Regions from separate parts of the Ovis aries genome. Here all the other regions are linked to region 3. A link is a contact called in public Hi-C data. All regions are on one chromosome and are shown on one strand. The core of a region is the stretch at or near the end of the contact, and the rest is flanking DNA. Distances in the headings are between cores, read along the strand shown.

The links. A called contact is a pair of places that touch in the nucleus more often than the background predicts.
Region 1: a contact with region 3 is called in a Hi-C map of liver, with 2.0 times the contacts expected there. The contact joins the enhancer-like site here to the promoter of LOC121819259 in region 3. A contact is called at or near these places in 2 of 16 Hi-C or Micro-C datasets (liver and tail adipose tissue).
Region 2: a Hi-C map of hypothalamus shows a contact between it and region 3, with 4 times the contacts expected there. The contact joins the promoter of ADAMTSL2 here to the promoter of LOC121819259 in region 3. A contact is called at or near these places in 4 of 16 Hi-C or Micro-C datasets (hypothalamus, omental adipose tissue and tail adipose tissue).

The regions. Positions count from the first base shown.
Region 1 is chr3:2,571,927-2,574,626 of ARS-UI_Ramb_v3.0, forward strand. No RefSeq gene overlaps it. Among named protein-coding and RNA genes, the nearest start is that of SLC2A6, 11 kb to the right of the region's middle. Within about 2 kb of position 1,420, at least 23 of the 54 cell types and tissues checked have an H3K27ac peak or open chromatin away from gene starts, as enhancers often do. A contact at or near this core is called in liver and tail adipose tissue, where this site is marked.
Region 2 is chr3:2,535,387-2,538,086 of ARS-UI_Ramb_v3.0, forward strand. ADAMTSL2 (ADAMTS like 2) reads right to left here and starts at 1,346. Exons shown (of 19, transcript XM_060413735.1): 1 at 965-1,346.
Region 3 is chr3:2,375,246-2,377,957 of ARS-UI_Ramb_v3.0, forward strand. It overlaps LOC121819259 (basic proline-rich protein-like), which reads right to left and starts at 1,331. Exons shown (of 2, transcript XM_042247997.2): 1 at 706-1,331; 2 at 1-536. It overlaps SARDH (sarcosine dehydrogenase), which reads left to right. Exons shown (of 21, transcript XM_042247993.1): 3 at 385-563; 4 at 1,910-2,089.

The sequences.
Region 1 (2,700 bases), core at 170-2,669, 200 kb after region 3:
GCCTCCTAGCCTCCCTCCCCCGGGGGGCAATGAGCATTCTGGGCCCCCTGAGAAGAAGAGCCGGTGGGAAAACAGGGTCAGCCATCAGCTCAAGCAGGGAGGACCCCTGCCCCAGGGGTGCCGCCCATGGTGGGCACGTGGCCCCCGGTCCCCGGACATTGGGGTGCTCAGCCTCCAGAGCCCACTCAGCTCCCACCCCATCTCCTCCCCCCGGAGACTCCTGGCCCTCCTGGAAACTCGCTGGGGGTGGTGCTGAGGCTGGTAGAGAGGTCGGGGTCAGAAGCTCGCCTGAGCCCAGGCGGGGCGCCTGCCCAGCAGGTCAGGGCCGCCGGGCTCCCAGCCCCAGGGCTGCAGCCTTCCTCCGTCTCTTTGCCTATGGCCAGTGGGTGTCCCTGAGGGCTGGTCAGGGGGCAGAGGGCGGCCTGGGCCCGGGATGAAGCCCACCAGGTGGAATCCAGCCTCCCACGACCCCAAGGTCCTCCCTGGGACAGCGTGGTGGTCCTGGTGGAGACACTGGAGTCGCGGGGCTGGGCTGCAGACCCACGGCCACACAATGGAGCCCCTCAGAGACGAAGGCCCGGCCTGGCCTGCTGCTGTGGCCTCTGGTCCGTGGCACTGAGCGAAGCCTGGGGGAAGGGGGAGACCCCTGGGGGCAGATCCCGCCTGTTATTTGGAGCCCCCAAGCCCTGCTACTGCAGATCAGGGTGAGCCCACCCCCCACAGACGAGGGCCAGAGCCCAGGCACAAAGCCCTGCAGCCACCTCCCAGCACCGGGACGTCAGCTGGTCGCAGGGCAGCTCTGAGCCTTGGAAGACAGACTCCCCCCCTCCACCGGGTTCTCAGTGTCTGCACACAGACTAGCGCTCCAGGGCGCCGACGGACAGCAGCTGCGAGGGACGGCCCTCGCTGAGCCCTCCTCCTCCTCTGCCTCTCCAGGGACCCCAGTGGTCCAGTCCTGGGGGACCCCCACGGGGCGCCCAAGCCCCCTCCCCTCCCCCAATCTCGAGCTGCCCTCGGGTCTCCCCGGTGGAACATTGTTGACATACTCTAAGCCATCAGCAAAACAAGATGAGAATTCAGTAATTGCTTTTGGCAGGGAGTCCCTGGGCCAGCACAGGGGCCAAAAATAACCGAGGAGAGGGTTCCCGGGCCACCTGCGGCCTCAGTGCGGGCTCTGTCTGAGTGCTGGAGAGGGGCCCCGTCGCAGGGCAAGGTGGGCGCAGGGTGGGCTGGAGGGACACGGGAGCGGCGGGGACGGAGCGAGGCTGTCGCTTCCAACATCGCAAAGCAGGGAGCGACTGGCCATCCAAAAATACGTGACGTCACTCTCTAGCAGGAGGAGCAGCTGCTGGGCGACTCTGCGGCCCACACATAGTTGGCTGCATCCCGGGAGAGGGTGTTGGCTGAGGCCATGAAAAGGCGGAAAAAAACGCCAGGCTGGCCGGCCACGCTCGGCCCCAGCCCCGCCCTCCCCAGGCCCGGCCAGTGCTGGCCGCAGGGGAGGGGCGTGAACCCCAGAGTGGTGGGAACCGGGGTCACGGTGCACCTGGCCAGGGCGGAGGGCGGGGCGGCGGGACCCTGGGTCTGACCCTTCCCAGTGCAAAGGCCAAAGCAGGAAGGAACGCGCTTCACCGGTCAGGCCTGACCCAAGTCCACGTCACAGGACCAAGCAGGGGCAGGCAGCCAGCATGGAGACCGGCCAGCCTTGCCCCAGCCTTTGCTGCTGCCCCTTCTTGCCCCAAGCAAGACACACCTGCCCATGAGGCGTGCCCGGCCAGAACCCCGAGAACGTCCCCGGAAGCATCTGCTGGGGGCTGTCTGGCCGGCTCTGTGGTGAGGAGACCAGAGGAGTCCAGCCATGGTCGGGCTCTGGGGACTGGCCACCCCGCACCATGGAGAAAGCTGATTGTCCCCTCTGCCCGCCCGCCTGCCTGCCTCTGGTGCCAGCCCCTCAGCCCCCACCCCTTGAGGGGAGGGGGTTTCCAGCATCACCTCCCTCCTGCCTCTTTAACTCTCACCTTGCCAAGGACGCAGGGCAGGAGCAGGTCTCAGACACGGGCCCTAGAGGCCCCCGCTCCCTGTGGGAGACCAGGCCAGCTGTCTGGGGCCCCTTGTCCTTCTCCCCTCAAGAGATGCCTGAAGGCCTCTGAGGACCATTCCCCAGTGCCCCGGTGCCCTGGGGCCCAGCACAGAAGAGGGGGCCCAGGTCTGGAGCACACCCACAAGCCTGCCCCTTCAGTCTCCAGGCCACTTCCACAGGGAAGGAGGAGTCGATGGTCTGTAGCAGTTAGCAGTGCTTGAGGCTGCAACACCCAGAAAACCAGCCCACACAACAAGGTGCCCAGCCTCCACACCCCCAAAGAACCAGCTCCTGCTTCATCCCTGCTCATCATCCTCGCCTGGGCTCCCACCTCCTGCTTGCAAGAGGGCTGCTGCACCGCCAGGCAACACGACTGAATTCCAGGCAGGAAGAAGGGGATAGGACCCGAAGCCTTGCTAATCAGGAAGGCGGCCCTCTCTGGACACTCGGGACTAACCACACCCCTGGCCAGAAGGGACTCACGTGGCCACCCAGCTGCAGGGCGGCTGGAGGGCCTGTGAGTTGAGTAGGCACGCTGCCACCCCAGACACCATCAGGGCCCTCTTGGGAAGGAGGCAGAATGGAGTAGAGGAGCAGTGTGGTCCCACTGACCCGCGGAC
Region 2 (2,700 bases), core at 96-2,595, 160 kb after region 3:
CAGCTGGGGGCCTGCAGTGACCTCTGGCCAGGGTCTGTCTCAGGTCCTGAGTGTCACTTGCCAGTGGGTTGGAGGAGTTTCGGAAACCCCCAAGCCCATCCTCCTCTAGCCCAGAACCAGAGAGGGGAGCCAGTTTGCCAAACCCACACAGCCATCTATGTGGCCAACTAGCCCCCAGACCCCAGGGCAAACAGAGATAAATTCCAGTGAAAGAAGGTAGAAGGCACCCGCCGCCCGATGCCTGCCAGGCCTGAAAACAGCTCCTCATCTGCCCCCTCTCCTCCTCCACCAAACCCTCACCTCCTCGTGGGCTCAAGCACCTGCAAATTACCAGGAGCTACGCCAATGCCAGCCTCGCACCCCAAGAATGTCTCCCTGCCCCAGACGCGGCAGCAGTCCACCCCGAAATTTGGAGCTGAGACCTTAAGATCCGCAACTCCCCAACCGCCTGCCTGCCTGCCCACTCACCACCCGGGGGCTGCCCCTCCCCCGCAGGCCCCCACTTGCACCCCCACCAGCCCCCTCTGCAAGCACGGACCCCCGTCGGCAGTACCATTGGCTCGTCTGTGGCCCCGGCTCCTGCCTGCAGGCTGAAGACAGGTGCTGAGCCGGCCGCACACTTGGTTTTCATTAAGGCTCCCAGACAGCCGTGGCTGCAGGCCAGGCCCGGCTCACGCGGGATCCAGCCCTCCCTGGGGTCCAAAAACAGCCACCACCGGCCAGCGGGAGAGGCTTGCCCTGCAAGTGAGGGCTTTGGGCTCGGGGAGGCTAGGAGCTGAGGGACCCCCACTCCCACTGCCCAGACCGGGCTCAGAGGGTCTGGACCCTCCCCAGGAGTCCCTGGTCCTGTTATATAACGGCTCCCCAAGGGGCCGGGGCTGACCTGCAGGCACTGGGGGCCGCACCTTCGTCCTGGGAGGGCAGCCGTGGGAAGGGAAGCGAGACGGCGGGGGAGGTGGCCTACCTGGCTGGGGCTCGGCAGGGTGTCCTCGCGGGGGAAGGGGCCGCGGTCGCGGGCAGGCTAGCCAGGTGCGCGGTGCAGGGGGAGGCTGGGACGCCGAGGGCCGTGGGCTGTGCCTCTCTCTGTCTGCTCCCCCGCCCCCTGGCCGCCTCCCTCCTCCACTTCAAAGCGCACCCACGAGAGGGGGTTCCCAGGGAGGCGCAGCCCAGCGGCGGCCGGGCGGGCGGGCGCGGCGGCCTTTATAGCTGTCAGGCAGACGGGGAGGAACTCACACTTCCCACCAGGCTGCTCCCCCGCCCGCCGCCCCGCCGGCCGGCCCGGCGCACACTTTAACCCGCTCCGCGCCTCTGGAGCACGGCCAGGCCGGCCCAGCTGCCTGCCGCCGCCGTGAGTGGAGAGGCCGCCGGCCCGGGGCCACCACGCGGGTCCGCGTGTCTGGGTAACCAGACGGAGTGGCCGCTGTCCCGGGGTCACAGGGGAGCTCGGTGCAGAGGGTGGGGGAGCAGAACTGAGCCCCAGGCTCGGTCCGTTGGATGCCTGCCTCCCTCGGGGGGCGGGGTATGTGTGGGGGTGCCGTCTCTGCCCCTCCCCAGAATGGATCCTAGGTGTGTGAGGCAGCCATCTGATGGCTGGTGCTTACAGATGGTGAGGCTGGGGTCTGGCGGGGCGGGGGGGACACCGGGCTCTGAGGTCACCCAGCCAGGCTTGGAGACATTTCTCCTGAGCAGCGGAGGGACTGACCGAGACCCGGCGCAGGCCCCAGCCAAGGGTCCGGGGACGGGACAGGAGGGCCCGCAGCCCGCGGACCAGACAGCTCGCACAGCCGGAGCCAGCGGCGGGGAGGAGCGCGGAGCTTCGCAGATGTTCACACCAGCTTGGCAGGGCACACGGCCTGGCTGGGCGCGCGCCAGCTGGGCAGCCCCTGGCAGGCCGGCGTGGGGCTCCAGCCTGCGTTCCTGCTGAGTCAGAGCGTGGAGCAGAGCACGGAGCCAGCAGCATGCACTCCAGCCGCACCCCCCTCCCTCCCCGGCACCCAGGGGGCACCCCAGACACTGCAAGTAGCCCCGGAAGCAGGCCAGGCCCCCGCCCCACACACCAGACCCTCCAGAGCCCGGCACACAGGGGCACCTCCACACACGGTGGGCGTGGAAGGGGGCGACCCCGGGCCACTGCAGCCATCCCCGGCCTCTGCGCTGCAGACGGCTCACAGCGGCGCCTGGAGAGCCCTCCCCCTCCTGCATCCTCCCTGCCGGAAGGAACTGCGGAGCTCCTCCAGGCTGAGAACCATTCCACCCCTGGGAAGCTCTGCCACCAGCAGGAGCGGGGGGGGGGGGGGAGGAGAGCCAGCAACCGCACCCGCCGCCCTGCCACCGTTGTCCCTCCTGCGTGAGTCCTTCCTGCCTGCAGAGAGCTAGGAGATCCCCATTTTATAGACGGGGAAACTGAGGCTCCGAGACTGCCCAGGGACGCCCAGGCTTGCACGTCTGGTAAGCAGCACAGCCCAGCCCCCTGGTGAGCACATCCCCGCCACAGCAGGCTCTTGGATCGCGTTCATCCTCTCCAGACTCTGGGGAGGCAGGTCTTATCCATCTCTGCTTCTCTTCCCCTGGGGCCCCTGTGATGTTCGGTGGAAACCAGGCCCACGCTGCCCCCTGTTGGCACACTGGATCACGGACACGATGGGACCTGCCACACAGCACTGGTGAGCATGCACACGCACACACGTGCACACACATGTA
Region 3 (2,712 bases), core at 81-2,580:
GTGGGGGAACTTCAGTCGGTCCCGGGACCCCCTCACCACCTGCCCTGAGATCCTGGGCACAGAGCTGTTTGATGCTCCTTAATTTCACCGTGCAACAGTCCCACCTGCCTCCCCGGGCCGCCGTTGCTCCGTGCCCGGCTCTGCCCACAGCAGGTGCCCGATAAAGGAGGCCTTTGGTGTTGTCTTTGAGCTGCCCAAGAGCTGTGTCCTGGGACTCAGCGTTGCCCCTGTCGTTTCCTGCTCATCGGCCTCTCGAGGCCGTCTCCATGGCCTGCAGGGATGCTTCAGGCCCGCAGCCTGATATTTGGGAGCTCTGGCCTGCTTGGGGAAGGGGGTGCAGCCCCTCAGGGGCTGATGGCGCACCCACCCACCCGCTCCCGCCAGGCCTGCTGTGGCAGCTGCGGCCCAGTGACGTGGAGGTGGAGCTCCTGGCGCACACGAGGCAAGTGGTGAGCCGCGAGCTGGAGGAGGAGACAGGGCTGCACACGGGCTGGATCCAGAACGGTGGCCTGTTCATCGCGTCCAGCCGGCAGCGTCTGGATGAGTACAAGAGGCTCATGTCGGTGGGTGCACCCCCGCGGGCGGGGGTGGGCAGCGTAGTGCAAGGGAGGAGCCCCGGTGGATGCGGCTGGAGCCTCGCCCTGCCTCAGCTGGGCTGGGCCCCCTGCGACAGGCGCCTTTGCCTCCGAGCCTCGGCATTCTCACCTTTGAAATGGGATCCTGTCGAGGAGCATGGTTCTGCTGAGCCTCAGAGGCAGAAGAGGCCCAGTGGATGGGGGTTGCCACCACGCGCGGTGCTCCTGGGGGTCAGGCTGAAGGATGAACCCGCACAACCCGGGAGGCAGGGACCGCTCTTCCCCCAGCTCTGCCGGAGATGCTTAGGGAACATCGTTGTCAGGGAGATGGCAGAGGAAGCCTTACACCGTGGAAGGCCCGCTGTTGGGGTGGAGTGTTGGTCCTTCACCCAGAGCAGCCAGGGCTGGCCCCCACATTCCAGGGCATGGAAGGGACGAGTTTCTCCAGCGATGCATCGGTTACCGAGCACCAACTGTATACTGGCAAGCAGAACCGGCGGCGTGGGAAGCGGAGGCGCACTGTTGAGGGGACGCTGTGTTCCCCTGAGTGCCCCAGCGGAAGCAGCGGCAGCTGGCTTCGTCACAGCAGGGCGGGGGATCTCTGGGGTCAGGAGGCGGTCTCGTTCTGCCTCCTCCCACCACCTCTTCCCCAGCTACTCACTCATCAGCTGGGACGGGTCACCTTGGGGGGTTTCAGCTCAAGTTCGGAGCGAGGTCTCTGCCACCTCTCAGTCAGGATGCGCCGAGAGGGAATCTGATTGGCTCAGCTCATCTCTAGTGGGGCTGGAGAAGGAAATGGCCACCCACTCCAGCATTCCTGCCTAGGAAATCCCATGGACAAAGTCTGAGTCTGGCGGGCAACAGTCCCTGGAGTTGGACACGACTTAGCCACTGAGCACATCTCTGGTTGGGCAGGTCCTGATGGGCGGATGCCTGCGGACACTTGATTGGCTGCCCGTTGACCAATGAAATGCGTCAGGGGTGTGGTCTGTCACGCAGTTGGCTCCTGGGACAGAGGACCTGCTGGTCTCTGGGGAGTCAGTCTGACCAACACACCTGGTTCAAGCTCCAGATATCAGACCTGTGGGGATTATTTTATTTATTTTACATAGCAAGTCCTTATGTGCCCGGGCCCCAGAGACTGCTTCTGAGCACTGCACAGGTTCCTCACTCTTCCTCGGAGCTGGCCCAGGGGACAGGAGCTTCCCCAGGCATGGCTCACAGTTCCTGGGGGTGCCAGGGTCAAAACTGACCCTTGGAGGCCCAGACAGGGAGGCGAGTGGCTGGAAGGATCTGCCCCATCCCCAGGCTCACTTTCCTCTGCGTTCCCCTAGTTGGGCAAGGTCTACGGCATCGAGTCCCACGTGCTGAGCCCCGGGGAAACCAAGGCTTTGTATCCGCTGATGAACGTGGAGGACCTCTACGGGACCCTGTACGTGCCCCACGACGGTACCATGGACCCCGCCGGCACCTGCACCAGCCTCGCCCGGGCCGCCACCGCGCGGGGGGCGCAGGTACGACCGTCTCCCGGCCCTGGGCCCCCCGCTCTGAGCCTGGCCCTCCTGCCCAGGAACATGAGCTCCCTCTGCGCTGAGACCACGGGCCAGCGGGGACCCGAGCCCCTGACCCGCTCCTGCCCAGGCTAGCCAGCCGCTTCGGTCTGTCCATGATGTCCACTCTCCCCAGAGGCCCCACCCTGCTGGGATAGCAAACCTGCCACAAATCTCTTCTCCTTTTGACTTGAGTCCACATGTAGTTGTAGGAAAAATTAGAAAAGACAAATAATCAAGGAAGAAGACATGGAGAAAGCTGAAGAAAGAAAAGAGTCACCCAGAGGCCCCCAGTGTTGACACTTTAGTGTTACCGCGAGTATATTTCTCTGGAGAAGTGAACCAAGCTGCACTGACCTTCACGCGACCTTTGAACTGCAGCATCTGCCAGTCCCTTGAGCCCTCCTTTTTCTCTTTAAAGTCTCTGTTTAGGGGGACAGGTTCTCCACATCAAGGAGCACGGAGCCGGTTCCCGCCCTGTGGTCAGCCCCATGTCCCCGATGGGGCTGCATGAAGCCTGCCCGAGCAGAAGCAGGGGTCCCGGGTCCCGACCGGGCTGGGTGGGCGGCCAGCCCTCCGAGAGCTGG